Regions from separate parts of the Mus musculus genome. Here region 2 is linked to region 1. Evidence: chromatin contacts called from public promoter capture Hi-C data. All regions are on one chromosome and are shown on one strand. The core of a region is the stretch at or near the end of the contact, and the rest is flanking DNA. Distances in the headings are between cores, read along the strand shown.

Region 1 (5,732 bases), core at 1,728-4,227:
ATTTTTGTTGTTACGTGAAAGTGATGTTAAGAAGAGGGGTCTCTAAATTTATGTATTTTCAAAATATCAGAGAATATTCTCTCAATAAACTTAACTTTTTCCTTAATTTTAGTTAAGTTAATTTATGGTGTGTGTGTATATGTCTATGTGTACATCTATCATACACATGTATGATGTTCCCATGTCATAGCACATGTCTGGAGGTCAGAGGACAGCTTTCAAGAGTCAGTTCTCACTTTCCTTCATGTGGTGTTTAGGGACAGAACCCAGGCTGTAGGGGTATGTGGCAAGTGCCTATATCTGCTGAGGCAGCCTGTGGGAGCTCACCCTTGCTTGCCCTTGCTTTAGAACATAAGGAGACAGAAAGTTAGATGTTGTTTCAGTATCTGCTGCATGTATAAGCACCTGTGACCAACGTGAACAAAGTGAGGGTGAGCTTTAAGAAGAAGATATATTTCATATATCTGTAAATCAGATTATTGCACACTGAGAGAAATCAAAGTATGATGTGCTATGGGTGCTTTGTGATTCCCTAACGATATGAGATGACAGTGTGTCTGAAAAGAAATGCAATAATGTATTTGTGTGTTACTTTTATTTCAAAGTCAGTTTCTTTTTTCTTCTTTCCTCTCTCTCTCCCTGGAGCTTAGCACTGGCCTCAAACTCACTTATGCAGCTTCAATTTCTAATGCTTTTGTTTCCATCTCTCAAACGCTGATATTACATGCATATGCCACTGCGCCCAGTTTTGTTCAGTGTTGCAGAACAAACCAAGACCTTCCTTCATGCTAAGGTCTCTCTACCCACCAAGGTACACACCCGCTAGAGTCAGTTTCTGATTAAAGCATTTCTCTGCCAGAGACCAAACATGTCTTACTGATGCCCTTGCTCCTGATGGAATGAGATGTGACGGGTCACCCACTTCTCTTTCCAGTCTTCCAGGGTTAGTACTTGGTTCTTTTGTACCTCAGCATCAGGGTGCTCTTTCATATCAAGGGACATGGTACCATCCACGGGTTGTAGACAATTTTTGTCTCTGAGGTTGGTGTCTCCAGTGCCTAAGTGGAAAGACATCTACAATGATGTCATTCAGGAACATTGTGATTCTATTAATGAACGCTACAAAACCCTCTACCTAGGGCAATAGCTTTAAAAACACATATCAGCATTAAAGACAGGAGAGTCGTCACATGCCCCCAGTACTTGGGAGATAGAGGCAAGAGGGTTATTGCAAATTCCAGGCCGACATGATCTATATAGTAGATTCCAGGCCATCCAGGGCTACGTAGCAGGACTCTCTCAAAAACAAATAAGATATGAATGGCAGCATGCCTTCAATCCCAGCAGTAGTTAAGAGTACTTGTTGTTCTTGAAAAGAACCCAGTGCAATTCCCAGAAACCACAAGGTGTCTCGTGGCTGTCTGTAACCCCGTTGCAGTGGATCCAATACAGGCAAGACATTCGTTCATATAAGGAAAAAAAAAAAAAAACTAAAAAAAAATTCCACAGTTCCAACCTGCCCTTTAAATCATTGGTGATCATATGTCTTGAATCTGTGAACCAGCAAACATGTCACAAAGGCAGTAATGTAAGGAAATGTCCTGTTGTTGCATGATTTAGCTTCTGTGCTTAGGATTAAAGAAGGACCATCCCCATCAACTCTGGGAACGGAAATGCACTTCACAGCCAAGTATTTGCTAACAAAAGGCTTTTCCCTGATGCTCATGTCAGGGGGCAGAGTCCAGCATTCTGAGAGGTCGGAGGGAAGTATGGGATTATTGTGGATACAGAAAAGCAAGAGAATCGCTCTCCTCCCATCTCCACTCTCTATCAGAAGCTGTGATGCCCAAAGGTGCCCTACAGAAACAAGGGCTCTCCTGAACACAGAAGAAAGATCTTTAGCCCACCCAGCTCTACCTCACCGAAGCTGGGGCTGTTAAACACAACCACTTAGCTGTTGTAACAGCGCCTCAGAGTGGTGCTCACTGATCATTTTTTGAGAAAAAAAAAAATTCTAAAAACAATAAAGGTGCAAAGTACAAGGTTGAGAAAAGACAGATCCGCAATAACTCCCACTAACAAACGTTTACGTCCAATATGCCTACCTAAAAAACATCTTTTTCTGCCTAGGATTTTTTTTTTTCATTTTTAACAGAGGGTCTATCTAGAACTCACTATATAGTACAGGCTGACCTCTAGCTCGCCCTGATCCTCCTGCCTCAGCTTCCTCGTACACAACAATGCTTGGGTTCTGCTTTAGTTTTATTTTTGAATTTCATTAAACTGAAAAGCTAACTTCACTGAAGTCCACAAATCTCCAGGATGGCTCAGTATTTTACACGTGGACATTGTTATCTGAAACACACCACTAAGCAAGGGGCTACTTAATACATCGGACTCAAAGCATTTCTAGTCTGATCATTTATTCCCAGTTTTTGCTGCGGTTATCGGAACCCCTTTTCGGGACTCAAGTAGCTGGGTCATCCATGCTTTTCGGGAGCCCCATTCTGAAAAAACGCTGTAACAGGCTCACACAGTCTTAGCAGATGACCGCCTTTACTACCGGTTGAGAACTTACTTACCTTGGCTGCAGCTAGCTGCTTACCTCTCAGACACTAGCCCGCCTTTGTAAGCCGGGAGCTGTGCAAGGACTCACAGGCCCCGCCCCAGGGGCGAAGGCCCCGCCCAATGTGGTCTGATCCCACCCCGGAAAAGATTATCCAGGCTCCGGTCCTATAGGCCCTGCCCGGGGCGTGAGAACTCTGCCCAGGACACGCAGGCTCCGCCCAGCGTGCAGACCACGCCCAGGGCGCGCAGGCCCCTCCCAGGACCCTGTGACCCCACCCAGGCCGCCCAGGCCCCACCTTCAAACCTAAGCCCCGCCCCGAAGCAAGGTCTCCGCCCAGAACGCGTAGGGCCCCGCCCTTAGCAGCTGCCGAGATTGCGCAGTGGCGGAAATCATCGGGGCGGGGCGAGCGCCGGGACCCTCCTGCTCCCTGGGCCTGTGCGCTCCTCCCACTCCGGGTCACGGCGTGATAGGGGCGGAAGCGGCGGCGGCCGAGCTGCTGCAGCTGGCAGTGCGGATCAGGCCGTCCGGTGCAGCCCGGTGCAGCCCAGGGCAGCATTCGCCCCCTGGCCAGCGCTCTGAGGTAGGGACTCGAGCCTCACGCGGGCGCGCTTGGGGGTGGCGGCGGGCTTCGGGTGACAGCTCCGCACAAAGCGGCCGGCTGTGTGTTGAGCCTGGTCTGGAGGCGCGCGCGTTCCCCGGGGCTCCCCGGCGTCCCGCGTTTGGAAGGGGTGGCGTGGGGGACCCTGTGCAAGCCGGGGCTTCCCGCGCTGGGCTGCGGGGTTGCGGCGCCGCGGGCTTTCCCACTCGTCGCTCTCTTGGAACCCTGCAGGGAGCTGCTTGCGCCTCGGCCGGGCGGAGGTGAGTTGGGCGGCGGCTGCACCTGGCACTCTGGCGCCGGCACCAGCTGCGGACCGGGTGGACAGGACCCCAGTCTGGATTTCCACTCTGGGCTATGGGAACCCCGCAGCCTGGAGGAGGGGTCTTACTCTGGGATTCCACCCAGCGCTGTAGGGAACCCATCTACATGGAGGCAGGACCCCTTTCTCTGCTCCCACCCGGAGCTGTAGGAGCCCCTTAACGTAGAGGAGTTACCCCACTGTAGGAATCTCTTAGCCCAAAGGAGGGAACCCCACTCTGGGCTCCCACTCGGGGCCGTGGAAACCACCCCCCGCCAGTCGCGAAGAGAGACCCTAGGCTGCGGTCCCACTTGCGGACCAGGGAACCCCGTAGCCAAAAGGAGGGACCCTATACTGTGCTCCCACCAGGGACGTGGAAACCCCGCAGCCAGGAGGGGGGACACCAGACTGCCTTCCCCACTCAGGGTGGTCGGGAATCCCCAAAGCTTGGTAGGAGGGGCCCAGGCTTCCCTTCCCGCTCTGTGGTGGTGAGGAGAAACCCCACGCTGGGCTCCTGTGTGGGGCAGTGGGAGCACCGCGGCCAGGAGGAGGGATCCCAGGTTGCGATCCCCACCTTGGGCAGCGAGGCGCCGTCAGGTTCGCTGGTGTAGCGGATACCTTGGGCATCTGCCGCGAGGGCCGCTGATGAGGGCTCAAGCAAGCCTTCCTTGGGATTGCACACCACCAGGTCCCGGTCCATATGGCTGATAGTCGGCGCAGCTGGCCTGTAAGAGAAGCAGGCCCAGCTGCAGAAAGTTGGGGTTGAGTGATCTGGAACCCAGCCACCGAGGCCCAAGTTCTCGAGCAAGCAGCAGACCACGCCAGGTGTGGGGAATCCCTTTCTTAACCCAGGCACAGCTCAAAAAGCGTTGGTTAGTCTTCAGCCTCCCAACTCAAAGCAATCCTTCTGCCCCAGCCTTTCTGCAGCAAATACAAAGCCACCAACCACATCTGCTTTGAATGCTTACACAATATATTGTGGAATCCTTTCGGAGGTTTTCTTCAGAGGGTATGTGAGAAAATTCTCTCGTCAATAATTGTCTTCCACACGGGGAACAGTTGAGAAAAGACGCAGGGCAATAGGGAATTAAGAATTGAATTATTGGGTTGGGTGTTGAATATTAAATTATAGCACTGGGTCTGTATTTCCGTAACTCAGTTTATCTTGGGAATATGACGCACTCAGCTTGCCTATTTTAAATGACCCATGGAGATTTCAGTTTCTTTCATTAACAGAGAAGTTTCTAGTAGTTTGTCCTGTTCTTACAAGTAATGCTGCCTCCACCGTAAATTTTTACTCTTATTTTCGATTCTTTTGAACTCCAGTTTTTATGAATTTTATGTGTTGGTGTTTAAACTCTTCAATAAACTACGTTCAGAACACCTGGGAGTTATTTAAACATAATTCTAAATACTGACATATTTGCATGTATATTCACTTTTAACACTTTTTTTTAACCAAAAGAAAACTAAAACTCTTCATTTAAAATTAGGAAGAAATAGACTTATAAAACTTGGACCACGAAACTCTAGTCAGTTAGGTGTCTTCACTGAAGAACCAGGTGGGAGGGAGCAGCCAGAGGCAGGGCTTCCACCTGCAATCCCAGCATTCTTGACACAGGCAGGAAGATTGCCAACAGCTGGAGTGGCCAGGGATCCACGTAAAATCCCCGTGCTAACAAGAAAACCAGGTAGGTAGGGAAGGGTTCACTGTGCTTGTTACAATAATACTTTATTTCTAGGAGCATGTTTTAAAACACACTAGTTTGCAAACTCGCAACTCACATTGTTTTCCCTTCGCTCTAATGAAGACCCAAGGACTAAGCATCAGTAAGATGCAGGCTACATTCAGTGCTTAACAGAGTGGGAGCACACGACCCTCTCTCAGTTGAATAATTAAAGATGACGATGCACTGCCTTAAGAACTTTCGGTCGGGTTGAATAGCTCGTACAGTATGCTGCTTTCTTTAGACATTTCTTGATGCTTATTTGTGTCTTTTTTCCACTGTTCGGGTGCAAAGATTGGAAACTTCTGGAAGTCGTGCTTGGTTTTAGGAGTCATGCGTTTCTGGGTTAGGGTCAGTGTTGCGTGAATCAATGCAGAGTTCTTAGGTTCCTGAACCTCACGCTGAGCTTCAGGTTCGCTACAGTACTTGTACATACTGTGTGTGTGACTCTGTGTGTGACTGCGGAATACATGTTTTACATGTAAAGAAATCCATGTATTTTTATGCATGTGAAAATCACACTGACGTGAATGGTTAAGT
Region 2 (5,732 bases), core at 2,133-4,632, 2.1 Mb after region 1:
CACACGCACCACGCACGCACGCATGAACAAACACACACACCCTGCACACTACTGCTTCAGTAGACCTTTCCCTGGACCCTTCATTTCTGTGTTTGTCTGCTTCCTGGCTACTCCGAGGTGAGCAGCTTCCCTCTGCAATGGCCTTCTGTCATGCTGTCTTAGCCTCATCTCAGGCCTCCTATAATAGAACCCGATGAGGCCATCTGGCCACGGACTCAAACTTCTAAAAAACTGAGCTGAAATAATCTGTCCTGTAAGTTGCTTTGCTCAGTTACTCATCATGGAAGCATCCTGCTGTAACCCAGTGGGCCGAGTTAGCCTCCATTGTTTTACTCCATGAGACACACCAAGCCCCAGGCTGAGGTATCATAGGCAAGCACTGTCATGTCTGCCCTCGAATGCCCTGGTGTTCCTCAACTCCTGCTCCAGTGTGGGGGTCCAGCCCAATAGGGACTTGGTAGGCTGACCTGTGGGCTGTGGAATTATTTATACACTCTGCCTAGTGTAAGATTCCCTTGTGTCCCAGGGTAGGCACTTGCACCCCTAATCCCCAGGACTCCCAAATGGGCAAAGTACTGAAGAGTGAACAGGCAAGCCAGGAGCTAAGCAATCAGTCTCAGTCATGGAAAGGGTCAAGTTGGAATCTAGCCCCTTTGCTGTCCTCAGTCTCTGTCCATAGCCTCCTGTCACCTCAGGTGACACAGAGTTATGGAGCATCAGGCCCTGAAGCTGGGTAAGTGGAAAAATCCCATTTTCTCACAAACACCTTTGACTGGCTGGCACTTTCTGTGCCATCTGTTTCACGTCTGAAAACAACCTGAAGAGTTGGGTACCCCATGCACGCGTGTGGAGCAAGTACTGGTCTCCAGGGCCCTTTGTAAAGATCACCTGTTCAACTTGGAAATATTACTGTGACTGGGGACAGCAAACAGGCAATGAGCTCCAGGGATCCACCCATGTCTCTCTCTGCTCCTATTTTGCTATTCCTAGAATTATAAATCTGCACACCCCAGTACCAGGCACTTTAGGTGGATTCTGGAGACCAAAATCAGGCCCTCACACTTGAAGCAATCACTCTACCAACTGTGTTGCCTCTGCAGTCTTTTTTTCTTTTTTTTTCCAAGACAGGGGTCTTTCTGGTCTCTCTGGTCTCTCTGTGTAGTTCTGTGCTGGAATGGGCTCTGTAGACCAGACTGCCAGCCTCTGCCTCCCAAGTGCTGGGATTAAAGATGTGTGTGTGTGTGTGTGTGTGTGTGTGTGTGTGTGTGTGTGTATCTGAAGTTGTGTCAGGCAGGCACGATGGCTCATGCCTTTAATGCCAGCACTCAGGAGGCAGAGTCAGATAGTTCTCTGTGACTTTGAGGGGAGCCTAATCTAGATAGTGAGTTTCCAGGTCTGACAGTGCTACATAGTGAGACTGTGTCCAAAAAAACATCAACAAACAACAACAAAAAAACCCCAAAAACAATTGTTAAATAATTGCTATTTATTAAATAAATAAAAAAATTTCACACCAATGCATGCGTAAAAGAAGCTGTCAGATCCCTTGGAGCTGGAGTGCTTATGACCCCTCCAATGTGGTGCTGGAATCAAGTTCGGGACCTCTGCAAGAGCAACAAGGGTTAATAACTGCTGAGCCGTCTCTCCAGCCCTCCTCACCCCTTAGCCCTGTTCTTAAGAAGTATGGCACCAGGCTTCACAAAGTGCTGGCCTCTTATTTGTGTCTGACTGTCCATCTGCTCCACAGGACAGATTTCTACTGTCTAGCTCCAGCCTGTAATGCCTGCAACAGGACCTGGCATACAGACAGCCTTGGGTACCATTTCTTTCTTCTTTTTAAATAATTTTCTTTGTCATTTTATTTTATGTAGATGGGTGTTTTGCCTGCATGTATGTCTGGTACCCACAGAAGCCAGAAGAGGATGTAAGACGCCTTGGAAGAGGAGTGAGAGACGGTCAAGAGCTGCAAGCAGCCGGTACTCTTAACTACTAAGCCATCTCTTCTGCCCAGGTATCTTTTTTGTTTTTGGGACAGCGTTTCTCTATGTAGCTCTGGCTGTTCTGGAACTTGCTCTGTAGACCAGGCTGGCCTCGAACTCAGACATACACCTGTCTCTGCCTCCAAGTGCTGGGATTAAAGGCTTGTGCCACCACCTCTACCACCAGGCTGGCTCCATTTCTTATTTCTAATCCTCTTCCTTCTGGATGTGAGACAGGGGACAGAGGGTCCGCAGGTTCACTTGGCCTTTAGCAAACTCCAGCCTTATGCTAAGACACAAGCTGGCAAGAAGGGTCATAAAGAGAAGGTGAACCACTCCATCAAGGAACGGTAGTTCTGAGCCCCAGCTTGTAATCTCCCTAAGAGTCTCATCGTCCTTATTCCTTCTGAGACTCTAGGAGATACCAGGAGAGGAGTGTGGCACCCCTGAGGCCAGGCAAAGCATGGGGCCTGAGAGTGAGGCCAGGGTGGGAAGGAAGAAGGCACAGCAACTGGCTTTTACTCCTGCATCTAGTGTGTCTCCTCGGACGACAGCACCCCATCACACTCCATCTAGCTTCCTAGGCCAGGAAAAGACATGGTACTGGGGCACAAAGGTCCATTGGGCCACGAACTGCAGTAGCCAACCAACACGTCATACCCTTGGAGTATAGATGTCAGGGCTATGATGTCAGCTTCTTCTGGACACTAAAGCTGTTGTGCTTCCCTCTGGTCCCTGGTCTCTCTTGGAGGGTGGTGTGGGAGGCAGGAGAGTCCCGGAGAGCGGAATGCCAGCCTTCTCCACCAGTGCCAGCCACACGCAGGCTCTGCACAGTGGGGTGCTGGCTGCAAGCTAGACCCAGAGCAAGAGGCTCTCCCTCATATGTTCTATTCTCCAGGCAGAACAGCTGAGGGCTCTAAAGTGGAAACCTGGAGTAACCGTTGACACCCTTTTCCTGTGTTGAGTTACCCTGAAGGGACTTACAGCCTCAGGGCGTGTCCTCCCCAAGGAAAAAACCTCAGCACGGGGCAGCATGTGCCTCGCCCTTGGCCTCACTTTTAAACAGATCAAGTGCTTATGTTCAAAGTTCAGAGGGGGGCCCGTTTGATCAACAACTTTGAGACAGGGTCCCTGGGGACCCCCGATGTCATCGCGAGGACAGGCGCTGGGCTGCTTGCCCTAGCCATCGTGAAGGAGCCTGAGAATTGGGGACATCAAGGCCGCTGGAGAAGTGCTATCCTGCTCAGGCGCGATTCCAGCAGCTGGCGTCTAGGCCCCGGCCCGCCCCGGGTGGAGGCGGAGTCCGGGGGCGGCCGCGCGCGGGGGGCGTGTCGGGGGCGGGCCGGGGGCGGGCCGGGGGCGGGCGCACAGCCGTAGCCCGTGGCGGAGGCGCGGGTGCGCTCAGGCCGTGTGCTGGGCGGCCCGGGCGGCCGCACCATGGAGTCGGGCACTGAGGAGTATGAGCTCAACGGCGACCTGCGCCCGGGCTCCCCCGGTTCCCCCGACGCCTTGGTAAGCTCTCAGCACCTCCTGCCCCGGCTGCTGTGTGACCTTGGCCGGCGCCGCCCTCTCTGGGCCCGGCACGTCAGCGGGCACCTGTGGGCGTCTGGCCCGGTTTCGCGCGGCGTCCGCACTGCGGGGGGTGGTGGTGGCCGCTGCTTCCGGGCAAAGTCGTGCTTGACCTGTCTCTAGCGCAAGTGGTGGCCCACGGGTCTGGGGCCAGCACAGCAGGTAGGCAGAGGCGCCGGGCGGTCTAGCTTGCTGCCGTCGCCCCGCTGTGCAGAGCCCGCGTCTGGCTGGCACCACTCCTCGGGTGGAGAAGGCTGGCATTCCGCTCTCCGGGACTCTCCTGCCTCCCACACCATCCTCCAACTTCCAACGCCTCCGGGCTGTCTCCTGCGTGCCTTGGGGTGGGCGGGAGAAGAGTCACCGCCTCCTGGTTGGAAGCTAGCATCAGGCAGACAGCTACGTCACCACACGGTGACCACACGGTCGTCTGCAGCAGTGATAAGGGGGAAACCCGTGGCTGTGTCTCTGCTGCTGTCACCTGCCTATGAAAAACAGAACGCCACCCTCTCGATCGTCAGGGTGCTAGTTCTAGGACTGTAAGGACCTGCCTCGAGTTTGCTCTGCCTAGCCTGCTAAGGCCACAGCGATGGTCGGATGCCTGTGTCGAGGGACCATCTTTCCTGACCCCTCACCTCATAGTCTACCTCCGGGGCAGGGCCTGAGCATGCCAGGGCCGAGCCTTCACTTGTACCACCCCGCATGGCCCTCTGTCCCTCGGTGACATGTTGACTTTGGACATTCCTTCTATTTCCGACCCCCCCCCCCAGGGATGGGGTGGAGTGGGGTGGGGAATTGCACCAGGCTGGGATTTTCCACAAGTCTTTGCGGTGCAAAATAAACCAGAACAGAGACTTTCTGCCCAGGTCCATATAGTGGAAACAGGGAACACCAACGTCTCCTGGGACTACTTCAGGTGTGCCAGCTGAGACTTGGGCTCTGCCAAAATGTGTGAACACTCCGGAAGCAGTGGGCCAGGGACACCCCGGGCTGAGTTCCTTTAGGGAGCCCATCAACTGTCTGGGCCTTTTGTATGTGGGTCTACAATAAAGAACCAGTGATCTCTAGGCCTTTAAGGACAAGGGATGCAAATCAGGAACAGGTGGGCCCGTGGTTCAGCTGCGGATTTGAAGGGAAACTGGCTGTCTCTGAGCAGCAGCCTCCCCCTTCAGCTCTGCAGACAGCTGGATCAGCTGTGCCTCCCAAGAGAATTCTGAGCACAGACACAGGAGAGATTGGGTTGGATTGCTCAGGGGTCACTGTCTTGGCTCTGGGAACAAGGAGAGAGATATTCCACCCCCTCCCCCGCCATTTCTTTGAAGAGCCAACTAGGAGAATGAAATCAACTAAATTAGGTTCTCAAGGGTATGCAGGGTTCCTGCCTGCCTGCCTGCCTGCCTGCCTGCCTGCCTGCCATAGTGGTTAGTAGGGAGCAAAGAGGTCAGAGAAGGCTCCCTGTGTGGTGGAGGTGTTTGCACTGGCTTAGGGGAGGGACAGATCTGGCCCTTTGGTGTGAGTGGAAGAGGTCAGGGGAACAGTACAAGTGGAGACCAGAGGCTCGTTACTGAGACTGTACAGGGTTGGGTGGGAGGGAGATTTTTGTCTAGAGTCTCTGGGGACACAGGATGCTTCTCTGAGGTGTGGCTAACTTTGAAGGCTGCCCTGCTCAATGCCTGGTCCCCCTTCCCAACCTCAGGCTCCTACCTCCCAACTTTCTAAGGTGTGTCGTGTCAGCATTCTGTGCCTCAGTTTATCATCTACGAAGTGGCATCATAGTAAGTGCCTCTGCTAAGTGAAAACTATATGGCTGACATAAAGGAAATGCTTGCGGCAGAGCGCAGTACGTGGCGGCGTTAGCTATGGAGACACTCTCCATGGTCTCATGGTGGCATCCATAGAAGTTTGGGAAGGACAACACTGTCCCCAGGATGAGAACCCAAGGGAGCCTCGGTTTCCCCTCTGGAAAAAGGGGTGCCACTACCTCCCAGGTAGTTGAGGCCCCGCAGAGCCACCCTGGTTGGTTCCTGTCAAGTGTAACACTGGGGAAGCTCTGCCCACACCCCTCCAGATGCTAGGTTCCCCAGAGCCGGTTAGCTAAAGGCCCTGTTAGTGTTCACAGCCTGATCCAGTTTTGGTGAGTTAGCTCACTGTCACCTGGCCCCTGAGAAACAGTAAACACCAGTTAAA

Evidence for each region. Promoter capture Hi-C pulls out the DNA fragments that hold promoters and counts their contacts.
Region 2: a contact with region 1 is called in a promoter capture Hi-C map of liver, with 6 times the contacts expected there. The contact joins the promoter of Ninj1 here to the promoter of Kdm1b in region 1. A contact is called at or near these places in 1 of 39 promoter capture datasets (liver), 1 of 484 Hi-C or Micro-C datasets (CD4 T cells) and 1 of 9 other capture datasets (pancreatic islet).

What each region holds. Positions count from the first base shown.
Region 1 is chr13:47,040,522-47,046,253 of GRCm38.p6, forward strand. Kdm1b (lysine (K)-specific demethylase 1B) reads left to right here and starts at 2,978. Exons shown (of 21, transcript NM_172262.3): 1 at 2,978-3,149. It overlaps Tpmt (thiopurine methyltransferase), which reads right to left and starts at 2,696. Exons shown (of 9, transcript NM_016785.2): 1 at 2,583-2,696; 2 at 878-1,058. The coding sequence starts at 1,002.
Region 2 is chr13:49,184,147-49,189,878 of GRCm38.p6, forward strand. It overlaps Ninj1 (ninjurin 1), which reads left to right and starts at 3,383. Exons shown (of 4, transcript NM_013610.3): 1 at 3,383-3,491. The coding sequence starts at 3,417.